2 separate regions of the Mus musculus genome follow, and region 2 is linked to region 1. A link is a contact called in public HiChIP or PLAC-seq data. All regions are on one chromosome and are shown on one strand. Each heading gives the region's core, a stretch centred on a gene start, on an enhancer-like site or on the middle of the called end of the contact. The rest is flanking DNA. Distances are from core to core; before and after follow the strand shown. Region 1 holds the start of Zap70 (zeta-chain (TCR) associated protein kinase). Region 2 overlaps 4933424G06Rik (RIKEN cDNA 4933424G06 gene).

Region 1 (6,888 bases), core at 1,500-3,999:
TTATTTTGCTAAGTCTGATTCTCCGCTATCAGACCGTCACCTCCGCGGGGAACAGGTCAGCGTCTGCACTGTCTATGGCAGGCCTCTGGTGGGAGGCAAAGGGATAGGCTGATTGTGGCGTTAGACTCTGAGGTACTGGCAACTGCCACGGTGGTTTGAAGATTGCAGAAGGAGCCAGCCGTTTGAGAAGCGCTCAAGAAGGACACACAGCAAGCGGCTGCTGTGAGTGGAGCAATCGAGCAATCGAACAATCGAGCAATCGAACAATCGAGCAATCGGTTGATTCTCCTTAGACTCAGCTTGGGTTCATTTGCAAGGATGATGACCACTTTCAATTTTCCCAGCCTCCTACGTGGTGCTTGGCAGCTTTCCGTACCCCAGAGATTCCCCTGGAGAACGCAAGAGAATTCTGGGGCTGCACAGCATAAACCAGAATGTTTTACAGGCTGTGGTTCAGCTAATCCCACAATGTCTGGCTATGAACAGGAAGTCCAAGATGCCAGTAGCTGCCCAGTCCACAAGGCTGGGTGCCTCAGCTGGCCTTCAGTGTAAGTAGGCTCTAATGCCAGTGAAGGAATAGCCATGCTGGCAGGCTGAGGGCAAGCAGGCAAAGAGCCTGCTTCCATGTCCTTGTATCTAGGCTTCCAACAGAAGGTGTGGCCCAGACTAAAGGTTTGTCTTCCTGTCTCAAGATCCAAACCAAAGACTTGTGTGTGTCTTCCTATCTCAGAGGTCTGGACTAGAAGTAGATCCACCTTCTTCAACCCAAGCAAAAAAAAAACAAAAAACAACAAACAAACAAACAAACAACCCCCCCCCCCAAAAAAAAAAAGAAAACCAAAAAAACCTTACAGGTGTGCCCTCCATTTCTGGATTGTGGTTCATTCCAGATGTAGTCCAGTTGATAAGGATAGCTATCACAGGCAGAGTTTGTTTTCAGGCCTGTTTTAATATTCACAATGGCCCCAAGAGGTAGAAACGGATGAGGGATAGAAGGCATCCTAGCCAGGCCCAGAAGGAAAGTAGCTGAGTCACTGTGTGTGTGTGTGTGTGTGTGTGTGTGTGTGTGTGTGTATGTGTGTGAGTGAGTAGGGGCAGGGGGGTGTCAATCCAGGAGGGACCCTGGTGAAAGAGGTTGTCCTTGTGGCTGGGGCTGCAGGGCAGGTGGAGGTGGTGGTGTTGGCAATCGAGTTGACCTCTCTGGAAGGCTGAGGCTCCATCTCCTCCCCTCCCAGGGCACCTGCCATATTTTTCCCACTTGAGGTCTGATGTTCCTTTAGCTATGGAGCCAAACATGGCCTGCCTAGTTTCAGCTGCCTGCGCACTCGGGCCTCTCTGGCCAGTGTGAGGCAGAGGGAGGTTTCCTAGAGGAGGCCAGGTTGCTTCTCCTCAGAGGCACACCTGGAGGTGTTGGGGCACAGGTTCAATTTTTTTCCTAGGCTCTGAGTTCACAGTTTACTGGACACCCCCCCTCCCACCAGACGCGCTGAGTTCCCTAGCATCCGGTAGCCCTTCCCTCTGAAGTTCAAAGGACGTGCCTCCCTCTTGCCACCTCATGGGACAATGCTCCTATCTGTGGCGATCTGCATCCTCTCCTCAGTGAAGCAGACATACTGCGGGCTGCAGCTATGACACTGTTTCCAGTCGCAAGCTTCTGGACACGAAGTGGGACAGGAAGGGGCTTGTGGCTTGCTGAGACCAAGATGTCCCTTCTCTGAGCACTGGAGATTCCCACCTCGGAGGAGGAGAATGCCGCCCATTTCCCCCACCCCCAACCCCCATCCCCGGCCCCTGATGCTTTCAAGTAACTGGTGTGGCTCCCAGAGACCTTGGGGCAATGCACATTTCTAGTATGATCTAGATATGTGAAGTGGTCAAGGTGGTAGACCCTTGTGGGGCTGGACTAGAGTGTATGAGTGTCGGGGGACCCCGCCTACTTGTCCCAGCTCCAGAGCCAGTTCTTCCCAGAGCTCCTGTAGAATAACCCTGCCATCGTGGCTTTTTCTAGGTGAACACCAGCCTAGCTCTGGAGTCCCAGTGGGCTCACCCCTCCCTCACCCCAGCTTTAGAGCTTTAGAGCCTGCCTCTAGGGTTCCGGCAGAGGCCTGCCCCTGGATGCTTCCAAGAAATTGGGCACTGTACTGTCTAGATTTATATCAACTTGACACGTATTATAGTTATCTGAGAGGAAACCTCAATTGAGAAAACGCTTCTATAAGGTTGCGTTGTGGGCGTCTGATGGTGGGTGGAGCCATTCCCAGGCTGGTGGTCGTGGGTTCTAGAAGAAATCAGGCTGAGCAAGCCAGTAAGCAGCAGCCCTCCATGGCCTTCGCATCAGTTCCTGCCTCCAGCTTCCTGCTCTGTTTGAGTTCCTGCTCCAACATACTTCGATAATTAGCTGTGGAAGTATAAGCCAGGTAGACCCATTCCTCCCGAACTTGCTTTGGTCACTGTGTTAATCACAGTAATAGCAACCTTATCTAGGACAGGAACACATTGGGGACCCCTCCTTTCCAGAACTTGCCCTTCCCCCAACACTCCAGGTGCCCCCCTCAGGTGGGGGCTCACTGTGGGAAGCAGCCTTTGCCCCAATCCCTGGCTGCTACAATCCCCACCTTCCTCTTGTGTTCCCGACACCCTGCGGCTGGTACTGCGTGACCCCGGAAATGTGCTCTGCCCCGCCAGGAGCATGTGGCCTGTGATTTTCCTTCCACACAGCATTTTGTTGCTTTGACGTCAACTTCAAACACGGCTCTCTTTCCTGTCTTCGCATCAAGGAAATAGGCTGAGCTGCAAAGAAAGGTGCTGGTGAGAAAAAGTGCTCTGGGGACACCAGGCCTTCCGGCTGGGCCCTGCCGTACCCTGTGAGCTGTGATAGCCTCGAGGGTGTCCAGGTGAGTGGCCACCCTTTAGCCTTTGGTGGAGGGAGTGTGACTGGGTGTCACTCCCTTACTCTGATCTCTGTGTGAGGAGGGTGGGGTCCGCAGGGGCCTGAGGCTGGGCTTGGGTAGGCCCAAGTGGTAGGGACCTGAGACTTTGCAATCGGTGGAGCTAAGGGGCGCCCTTGGGGAAACAGGTCACCCGAGGGGTGCCGGTGTCTTTTTCTGGGTTCCTAGACTCCTGTTGGGTCGGCTCCTTGGCTTTAGAAAGCAGCACAGGCAGGCTGGTACAATAGGCCTGTGAGCTTGGACAACAGAATGTCAGTAGCTCTGGAGAGGGGCTCGAGTCAGGCTCCACTCGGAGTCAGGTCATGTTAAAGCAGGGGAAAGGAACTATCACTAGATCTCTGCTCCGTAGCTGTGTGCTCTTGACAGTTGTCTTGGCCTCTCTGAATCTGCATTTAAAAAACAGATACAGAGTTGGCTGCCTGTTAAATGCTTGCCTTGTTTGTTGGCCAAGAGGCTGGAAGAGGTATCTCAGACAGTGAGGCCTGGCAGAAAATAGCAGGGTTCCTGTGAACGGTCACAGTGACATTCATTGCTCTTGTCTTAGCTAGGACATCAAACACACAGTAGGTGTTTACTGAAGCCTTGCTGAAAGATTGGGGTCACCAAGTCCTAAGTTGGAAAATCGAAGGTGTCACCTGCTAAGGTTCCTCTGACAAACCCAAAGTTCACCTGACCTTCAGTTTTGCCTTTGCAACCCCCGCAGATGCTCTGGTGGGCCAGCAGCCTGGAGGGTGTTAAAGTTTACACTTTTTAGGGCCAGGGGCCTGGGTCCATTTAGATCTGCCTGCTCTTTATTGCTGTGTGACCTTGGGCAAGTCACCCCACCTCTCTGTGCTTTCACAGTTTCTGTATCTGACACCTCATTCAGTGTTCAGGGACATAGGTGCCATATAGTTAATAGGTTGTTAGGATGCTAATTGTTATCATTAGCTCTGGAGGGTCTCAGGCCCTGATCACAGATTCTGGAAACTTCCACGAGGCCTGCAGCATCTGAACCACCCTATACTGACCACCCCTGCTCAGGCCCAAGGACCACAGGAACGGGGTCATGCTGACCTAAAGCCAGCTGACGCCGCCTGTCCCCAGTGGGCACTAGTGTCTGGAGATGTTTTTGGTATTAACTTGGGCAATCCCGGCATGCAATGGGTAGATGTCAAGAATGCTGTCAAACACCCCTTCCCACGGCCCTTCCCTCACCATTCCTCTACTCTATGGGCACTGTCCTGGGTCGCCCCAATGTTTTCTACCTATCTTTTACTGTCCTATAGCTGGATATCTAGAGAGCAGAAGCTGCCTTGCTTAGGGGGGTCACGTCATTTCTAGAATCCAGTCAGTGGAGGCTGGGCTGGGGTTCTGACCATTCTGCGGGGTTGGAGGGACATTGCCCCATCAATTGACATATGCTCAGCGAGCTAGATTTAAGACCATCTCTGGCCCCCACCAGCCTCAAGGCCTTGGCAGTCCAAGTAGTTCGGCTGCAGTGTTGGGGTCTGCGGGGACATGGAGTCCCCGGGGACTTGGCTCAGAGCTCTACGGTCTCTTCTGCACCGTATTAGTTGGAAACATCAGTTTCTGTTGGGCCTGAGTGACTGTGGGTCAGGTTGCGTGCCTGGCATAGCTTCTCCGAGCCTCAGTTTCCCCAGATGAGGAATGGCAGTATCGGTCCCCAGGTGGCAACTGTGCTGAGGAGCAGGTTAAGTGGAGTAGATCCTAAAGGATGCCCCACAGCCTCGTAAGGAATCGCCGGCCTTGTTCTCTGTGTGGGAGGAAGCGGGGGCTAAGACAGAAAAGGGGCTGCTGTGGTCTGTGCCCGGAGGAGCCAGGCTCAGGGCAGTCATAGAAAGAGCAACAGACAGTGACCGTGAGGGCTGGGTTGTGGGAGGTGCGAGCTGAGGAAGGCTCCCCCTCCTAGGCACCTGATGCATCCTAGGAAGGATGGGGTAGGGGGGCATGGCAACATGAACTTTTCTAGCAGAGAGAGGCAGCTGGAATCCTGGCATAGAGCCAGGACAAAGGCATGGCTGGCTTTGATCCCTGAGCAGATCTTCTCACCTGTGTGCTAGATGGTAAAGCCCCCAGGCCTCCTATTCCCAGCCCTCCTTGTGACCCTCATGCTTGCCAGGCCCTTGAAGGGGTATCCCTGTTCATTACAGCCAATGATAGTCCTTCTTGGCTCCTGGATGTTTAGTGGCAATGAAAATGAAGCATGCAAGGGACCAAGATGTCAACATATTGATACATGTGTATCATATTTAGTGGTAACGCTAACCAGGAGATGAGCTTGGTGTGGAGAACCACCTAGAGGCTGTGCTATAGGGAAGTCAGGGGACAGACCCGAATGGAATGGAGGAAGGGGGTATCTAAGCAGTGCAGAGGCCCACAGCTTGGACCATATTGTTGCGCTTCCACTGAGGGGCTTGAGCAAATGGACTGAGCAGGTTCCTGTGGTGGGAGGGAGGACAGAGTGGGTGTGTTAGCACAGGAAGGAACTGTGCTTGGGAGCTTGGCAGCTCTGAGCGGCATCCTTGGCCCTGTCTCAGAGCATCCGGGAGCCCAGCTTTCTGGCCGGGTCCATACCACCATTCTCTAGGAGATCTGAGACCCTGGGATGCAAATCTGTCTTGGAAAACCAGGAAGGAGCCTGTTACCCTCTGTGGTGTGCTTACTACAGGTAACTGCAGGCACTGGTGCTTATTGTATGATATAGATGGGACTCTGCTGAGCAAGTGTCTGTCGTGAGGAGCTGGATGTGGCCTAGAAATAAGCAATTGTGACTTCAGAGGACTCCGGGTAAAGGCTATGGGGTTCAAGGTGGAGGGAGAGCACAGGGGGCTAAAACAGGGAGAGAGTGATTCTGGATAAGTAAGAGAACGTCCGCAGACCAAGTGTGACGGCACATGCGAGTGGTCCCAGTACTTGGTGGGTAGAGGCAGGAGGGTTGGTATATAGAAAAGCCTTGTTTCAAGAAAGCAAAGTGTGGTGTGGTGGGAGGCTGGGAATATAGCTGAGTGGCTAAAGTTTGTCATACCAGGAAATGAGCTTGACATGGTGGTTGCTAAAGCCAATACCAGACTCAGTGTTGAATTCAGGCAGAGGATTATGTATCTCTGTTAAGGTAGCTGGAGGCAACTGGGTCCTCAGGATAGCCCAGAAGGCCTTTCAGGAGTCCCTTCCCCAGCTTCTTGATGTCCCTGGATTTGGCAACTTCCTCCAGGTCGGGTGGGTCAGATTCACAGCAGTAGACGTATTGGGGGTGGGAACATGGAAGGCCAGGGAACTTCCTGCTCAGTTCTGGGATGATTTACAGCCTTTCTACGGCCACTGGATGCAGGGATGGTGTTCTGGACATAGCCTTCCTGCTCACGGTTTCCCAGAGGAACCATCCACGGTCTTCTGGGTAAGGTTATGGCGTGGAATGCGGTCGTGAGTCCCTAAGTAATGCCAAGGTTGTCGTGGGTGACATTGGCCAGGGGGCCCAGCACTTGGTGCTCTAGGAAGTAGTGTGACAATCCTGAAGGAATCATGCTTCCTGTGGTTCACGTAGGGGCATCAGCCTAGGGGCCGGAGATGATGGCCCTCTGGGTTCCACACTGCGAGTGTGCTTTGGCCTTCTTCGTGGAGTTGAAGACACCAGTAGACTCCATCTTGGCAAGCTCTCCTTCCTGGAAGATGGAGGTGACCTTCCTGTTGATGATAGTCTCCCATTCTCGGCCTGTGCTGTGGATTTGCCATGAGTAGAGTCATAAGGGAACACTACATCGTGTAGACCATCAGTGAGGTCGCAGATGGAGCAATCACAACTTTTCAGAGTTGAACACAGCCATGGCGAATAGGTGCCCAACCTGGACATGTCTGTTTACTCTGGCTTTCACTGTCATGTCTCAGGGCACTGCAGGAGAAGATATGGTGGTAATCCTGGGATGGGGAGGAGCAAAGACCA
Region 2 (6,888 bases), core at 1,871-4,370, 38 kb before region 1:
GTGGCCTCAATTTATCGACCAGGGAGGGTGGGAAAGGAAGTTTCTCTGAGGGTGTAGATGTCTGCACCCTTTGAGGCTTCAACCACAGGCTAGATGCAGAAGGAGGTGACAGAAGCTTGAGGTGGAGAAGCATAGACTCGGTGACAGAAAGCCCGTTTTCCTGTGAATGGCATTCTATGTGAATGACACCTTCGTTTCTTGGGCGGTACACTCACTCCTTTTCCATCCTGATCTCCGCAGTCCACAGAGCAGAGCGCTGATGTGTTCCGAAGCTGCTCTGTGCTTGCTATTATAAGATTGGCAGTGAGGTGTTTGGCCCTGGACACAGTATTCACGTTCATCCTATGCTCAGTGCCTTGCGGACCCTCTTGCACAGTTTTCACAAAAGTCCTCTGAGTTAAACGCTTCCCCATCCTATTGGTGAGGGTAACCACAGATCCAAGAGGTAAAGCTATTTGTCCTAGCTGGGATTTGATTTTGAACCTATTGGCCCCAAATCACACTGAACTTCAGTGTCAAACGAGGGAAAAGGATAACGGCATAGATTGTTGGTTCATTGCCGCAGACCCTCTGGGCCCCTTTGCGCGGAACAGGTCTCTAGTCGCAGGTGGACAAAGCGTAGGATGAGTGACAAACAGACGCACACAGGAGAGGTCATGTGGAATCTGAATGTATTTTTCAAATCGAGCATCAGACTTTTTATGGAGAAGACAATAAGGAAGTTGGGTGACATATTCACAAGGTACAAATGAGGTAACCGGAATCCTACATAAAACAGAGGAATGCAAACACAAAAGGTCTAACGGGAATCACCTGGGATAGAATTCATTGATAACAACTGGGATAAACAAGGGCTCCACTTAAGATTCACTAATCTTAGAAGCCAGGGTCAAAGGCTACGCGCCCTTGCCATAGTTCCTATTTTAGTCTATTGTATAGTCCACCTTCCCCTTAGGCCATTGTAAATATGTGTGTACGGGTGTAACTTTGCTATAGTTCTAAGTATCTATTCTGGTTTCTCCTTTGGTCTGAAACTTCTTTCTTCCTAGTGATGGTAAATTCCTGTGTAAGGGATTGCCCTAGGTTTTATAGTGTAGTACTAGAGGCTATTCTGATTAGCAACATTCCTACTGAATTTCTAGTCCATGATCTTCCTCAAGGATGTTCTAGGACTGTTGGAACACTGAGGCTTTAGCTATGTCAGAATTCAATCTTAAAAGGCACTTATAATAGGAAAATACTGAAAGAGAGCACGTGGATCCATACACTAGACTAACGCGGGAATGGAGAATTAAGATAATACCAGACTCCAGGAGGAGAGCTTCCTTGAAACTCTTTTTGCCTCATGAGCAGCTTTTAGGCATCCCTGCCTGACAGGCTGACTCGACCGGAATACCGTGGCAGTTCATGAAAAGGGTTCGCATGTAATTGCATTCAGGGATGAGGATCGTTAGGAGAAAGGGCTGCCAGACCACGACAGAGCCCGGATTCAGCAGTGTTAGAAAGGAACAGTACAGCACATTAAATCCAGCACAACTGGGCCTTAGGAGTAGAGGTGTCACCAGTAAAACCTCCAGGGTTTAGTAAGAATGTATGTTAGCTGCTGTGATAAACTCAGGGACCTATGGCTTATGGCTCCTGAGGAATAGAGTTAATAGCAGAGAGGGCATGGCAGCAGGAATAGGGAGCTGGCTGACCACATTTGTGTTCACAAACAGGAAGGAGGGACACACACATGCACACACACACACACACACACACACGTGCTTCCTCGTGCACACACATTCATACAAGCACACACACATGCACACAAGCACACACAAATGCACACAAGCACACACACAAGGCACTCGCACATACACATGCACACACCTGCACACACTCGTATGCACACACACACACACACACAGGCACTCACAGTCGCACGTGATTGAACAGAAAGTGGGATGAAGTTTCAACAGATCAGAATCTGTTCCCAATGATATACTTCCTCTACCAAGGCTGTACCTCCTAACAGTCCTATAATCTCCCCCCCCCCCCCAAAAGAGTGCCACTAACTGAGGACCAACTGGTCAGACACACGAGCCCATGGGAGGCACTGCTCACTTAAACCACTGCAGAAGGATAGCTAAAATAAGAGAAAGATAGTCATCATGACAGGGTGGGGGGAGGCCCAGAGGAGCCTTTGGAGAAACCCCTCCCATAAAGGAACCTGCTTTCCGCATCACTTTATGTGTGTGTGTGTGTGTGGGGGGGGGGTGAGTGTGCACGCATGTGTGTACACGTGCACGTTTGTGTGTGATGGTGTGCATGGTAGGCATCTTACCTACACATCAGGAGCGTGGAGGAGGCAGGCATTGGGTAGAACCATTCATAAGGTGCTGTAAAAACCACACACAGCATGTGACAGACAGCTTAACTCTTTGTCCCAGGGCAGAGCTGGGGAGGGTGAGGTTTGAAGGGATTGGAAAGAAGTGACTGTTTCTTCAGGCTGTGGGCTTTATAGCCTCTTAGAGTGACTAGCATTGTAAGGGAACAGGCCCCTTGACCTAACACTGGAAGAGACAATATCTCAAATGAAGAAAGGATGTGAGTCATAGAGACATAAGAAAGACATTTTGCTTGTGTGTGGGGCAGCTTGCGAACAGACTCAGAGGCAGGCCAGGATGACTCCAGGAACTAGACCAGTAATTCTCTACCCTTCCTAATGATGCTTTAATGCAGTTTCTCATGTGGTGAGCCCCCCCAACCATGAAATTATTTTCATTGCTACTTCATAACTGTAATTCTGCTACGGTTATGAATCATAATGCAGGAGCTGGAGAGATGGCTCAGTGGTTAAAAGCACTGGCTGCTCTTCCAAAAGTCCTGAGTTCAATTCCCAGCAACCATATGGTGGCTCAAAACCATCTGTAATGGGATCCAAAGCCTTCTTCTGGTGTGTCTGAAGACAGCTACAGTGTACTATCTGGTGCAATCATGATTCTGTAGTTATGGTGGCATCTTAGAGCAGAGCATCCTGCATCTGCTGAGTTTGCCTTCTCATTCATTCACGAGTCTGTGCACGCGCTAGGTAGATACAGACCAAGATAGACTGTGCTTACATCCGGTGCTAATGACCCCGTGTGTTTCTCTTCAGACGAGATCGTGCTGCAGGTGTATCCCAGCAATCTAGATGACGCACAAACAGCTGGCAGACTGATCACGGGGAGAGACGTGAATGAAAGCAAGTATATGTCAATGGGTTCAACGAGCACAGGCTGTGTGGTGGTTAGTGGGTGTGCTGGCCTGTGACTTGGGCAGCCTCGAAACCAGCTGTGGGGCACTGCCAAGCTGAAATGCAGAGAAAGAGGATGGGGGACCCTCATTGTAAACTCTATGGCTTATGATGCCTGTGGTTAAAGAACGACTGTGCCTGTTTCATCCGGGGGTGGGGGTGGCTGTTGTGCAGGGTCAGGCAGCTTCTGTCACTACAGATGTTGTCCAGAGGGTGGGATCGCTGTTCCTGGTAACAGCTTGAACCTCCTTCTCTCTCACCCTTTATAGTTTATTGCCCAGGAATTGCTAGTCTTGGGGTGTACAGTCTTCTAACCCCTATCCTGCATCAGCCTTTGTAAACTATTTGCCCAGGGCCACACAGCTGATTTTTCCATTCACACCCATACTCGAGTGCTTAGGCTAAGAGAAAACATCTGGCCTTGCACACAATCCAAAGCAACATACCCCACCCCCACCCCCATGCATGTGAGCCCTAAATCATGCAGATAGCAGAGAAGGCAGTCTCCATTAAGTAATATTGAGAGTGGGTCATTACTTAGCAAAATAAAGCAGAAATATGTGTTGTGCTGAAATTACATTATAGGTAAAGCAATTTTGTAACTAATGATCCTGCCGACGCATTTTATAGGCCACTCAATAAAAGCACACGTGTGAATACTTTTGTTGCATTGTCTTTTTAGCTTGCTCTGTGGCAAGTTTTATGCTATCCCCTTAGTTGATACAATAGGGCATGCTTTCAGTGGAGTGCTTAAGGATTAGATGTATTCTGTTCTAATGGCTCCCTCACGTCTCATTAATAGAGAATTTTGATTTTTATTGGCTCAAAGCAGCCCTGCTTTTGGCTTTTGGCACCCACCACTCAGGCCCTTCTACCAGTTTCAGTCTCAAGTGAGAGCCTGTGTGTGCACACACATCAGTCAGTGGCTTGTGCCTATTGTCTGCAAAGACACAGTGGGAAATGGTCTCTGCCAGGCTGTGTGCTGGAGCTTCAGGCTCTGTTTAAAGTATTTTCACACACATTTGTTTGTCTTGTGTGTCGCGCATGCATTTGCTATGGTGTACAGGAGGAAGTCTGGAGTTGGTCCTTTCCTTCCAACATGTGGGTCCCAGGTATTGAACGTATCAGGCTTGGCCAGAAGTGCCCTGACCTGCCGATCCACCTTGTAGGCCCAAACTTTAGATGCTTGCAGATACTCCGTAGATGCCCTGTGCCACTCAGACAAAGTGAGCATGGAGTCACAGTGATGGTTACTTCTCTACTTTGCAGAATTAACTTTGCATGGGCCTCTGGGCATGCCTATGAGGGGTTATCTTGATTTTATCAATTGATGTGGGTGGGACCATTTTCTGGACTGGGGATGCTGGGCTGTATGAGGTGGAAAAACTGAGTGCAGTATATAAAGCATGCATGCATCTCTCCTTGCTTGCTGAGCATGGATGCGATGTTACCAGCCAACATCCTGCTCCTGCCTCCGTGTCTTCTACACTGTAATAGACTGTATCCTTTTGGAAGCACAAGCCAATACAAATCTTTTCTCCCTAAAGTTGCTTTTGCCAGAGTAATTTTTTTTCACAGCAATGAGAGGGAGACTAAGGCACCAGTTATGTGCTCTTCCTATAGAAGTGCCTTGCAGAGGAGTGGGGCTTTAAAGAGACAAGGTTTAGGTTTGAGGAGAGATTTAACCACTGCTGAAATTTGTTTTCTCACAGCCTATCTCCACCATAATGGCATCAGCGATTCTGAGTTTGAATCAAGTTCACATAAGCAAGATGAATACTTGACTAAGATATTTGGTAAGTTACCTCCTTCTGTGAAAGCTTTAAGTTTTGAAGAAGTCTCCTGCTTGTCCTTGTCTCTGAGGTCACTCCTTGGCTGTCTCTGAGGTAACTCCTTGGCCATCTCTGAGGTATCACTTTGGCTGTCTCTGAGGTAACTCCTTGGTTGTCTCTGAGGTAACTCCTTGTCTGTCTCTGAGGTAACTCCTTGGTTGTTTCTGAGGTCACTCCTTGGCTGTCTCTGAGGTAACTCGTTGGTTGTCTCTGAGGTCACTCCTTGGCTGTCTCTGAGGTCACTTCTTGGCTGTCTCTGAGGTAACTTGTTCTGCTCCTTCAAAGGGAAGTTAAGCCTGTTGTCTTGTGGCTAGAATCTGTTCCTTTAAATGTTGGAGTCCTGAGAAAATAAGCAGTAAGTGGAATTCAAACACCAAGAAAGGACTCTGCTTCTCAAAGCAGGGGAGAATAGCCTGGGTGACTGGAACAGGCCAACCTGCCTACATGCTTACACCCTGGGGCGTGTGGAAAGACCTTTGCTTTAGGACTTCCGACAGCCCTACAGAGCTGCCTCATCGTTCCCTCTGAAAGAAACTCTTGCTCAGGTTTTGAGAAAGGTGAAGATCCAGATGTCACTTGACAGGATTGGAGAGCCCCAGAATCTGTTCCTTTGCCAAAACGTCAGCAGAGCTGGCAAGAATTGTCTTCTTTCTTTTCTTTTTCAGAAGCTCTTATTATTATTTTTTTTATATTTTTATTAGGTATTTTCCTCATTTACATTTCCAATGCTATCCCAAAAGTCCCCCGTACCCTCCCCCCTACTCCCCTACCCACCCACTCCCACTTTTTGGCCCTGGCGTTCCCCTGTACTGGGGCATATAAAGTTTGCAAGTCCAATGGGCCTCTCTTTCCAGTGATGGCCGACTAGGCCATCTTTTGATACATATGCAGCTAGAGTCAAGAGCTCCGGGGTACTGGTTAGTTCATAATGTTGTAGAAGCTCTTATTTTTAATCTTTATAAGTATTTTTCTCTGAAGGGCATAAAGTTTGACATATAAAATTAAAACCTCACTTCAATTATTCAAATCTATTTAGTCTTTAACATTTATATAAACTAGATATACTGACAGACTGTTATTATGTGGGTGTTATTTATTTTTAATATTTTCTCATACAACATATTTTAATCATATTGTTTTCCCTTTCCTAATTATTCCTAGATCCTAACTCTCAACTCTCTACCCACCCAACTTCATGTTCTTTTCCTCTCAAAAAAATTAAAAAACAAAGCCCAAACACACACACACACACACACACACACACACACACACACACACACGTTGCCCATTTCATATTGGCCAAGTGCTCTTGAACCTGAGGCCTGCTCTGTAGTATGGTTGATATACCCAGTGTCATTCCATTGAAGAATACTGCCAGGACAGCCAGAGCTACATAGAGAAACCCTGCCTCAAAGGAAAAAAAAAAGAGAGGAGGAGGAGGAGAAGGAGGAGGAGCAGGAGGAGGAGGAGGAGGAGGAGCAGGAGCAGGAGGAGGAGCAGGAGGAGGAGGAAGAGGAGCAGGAGGAGGAGCAGAAGGAGGAGCAGGAGGAGAAGCAGGAGGAGGAGCAGGAGGAGGAGCAGGAGGAGGAGGAGCATGAGGAGGAGCAGGAGGAGGAGGAGCAGGAGGAGGAGCAGGAGGAGGAGCAGGAGGAGGAGCAGGAGGAGGAGCAGGAGGAGCAGGAGCAGGAGGAGGAGCAGGAGGAGGAGCAGCAGGAGGAGGAGCAGGAGGAGGAGCAGGAGGAGGAGCAGGAGGAGGAGCAGGAGGAGGAGCAGGAGGAG

What was found. HiChIP or PLAC-seq counts read pairs in DNA pulled down with a chosen protein or histone mark.
Region 2: a contact with region 1 is called in an H3K27ac HiChIP or PLAC-seq map of CD8 T cells, with 6 times the contacts expected there. The contact joins the enhancer-like site here to the promoter of Zap70 in region 1. A contact is called at or near these places in 3 of 39 promoter capture datasets (cranial neural crest, second pharyngeal arch cranial neural crest and stem cell-derived epiblast-like cells), 1 of 15 datasets of contacts at CTCF or cohesin (CD8 T cells), 4 of 484 Hi-C or Micro-C datasets (8-cell embryo, CD4 T cells, embryonic stem cells and 1 more), 5 of 115 datasets of contacts at active chromatin or transcription factors (CD8 T cells and embryonic stem cells) and 4 of 9 other capture datasets (adipose tissue, embryonic stem cells, liver and 1 more).

The regions. Positions count from the first base shown.
Region 1 is chr1:36,759,049-36,765,936 of GRCm38.p6, forward strand. It overlaps Zap70 (zeta-chain (TCR) associated protein kinase), which reads left to right and starts at 2,750. Exons shown (of 13, transcript NM_009539.3): 1 at 2,750-2,894. It also overlaps the pseudogene Gm18828.
Region 2 is chr1:36,720,226-36,727,113 of GRCm38.p6, forward strand. 4933424G06Rik (RIKEN cDNA 4933424G06 gene) reads left to right here. Exons shown (of 9, transcript NM_001374322.1): 3 at 3,140-3,226; 4 at 4,990-5,073. It overlaps Gm33533 (a long non-coding RNA gene), which reads right to left. Exons shown (of 7, transcript XR_865346.3): 5 at 5,083-5,449. Among named protein-coding and RNA genes, the nearest start is that of 4933424G06Rik, 9.1 kb to the left of the region's middle. Within about 2 kb of position 3,121, at least 50 of the 459 cell types and tissues checked have an H3K27ac peak or open chromatin away from gene starts, as enhancers often do. A contact at or near this core is called in CD8 T cells and pancreatic islet, where this site is marked.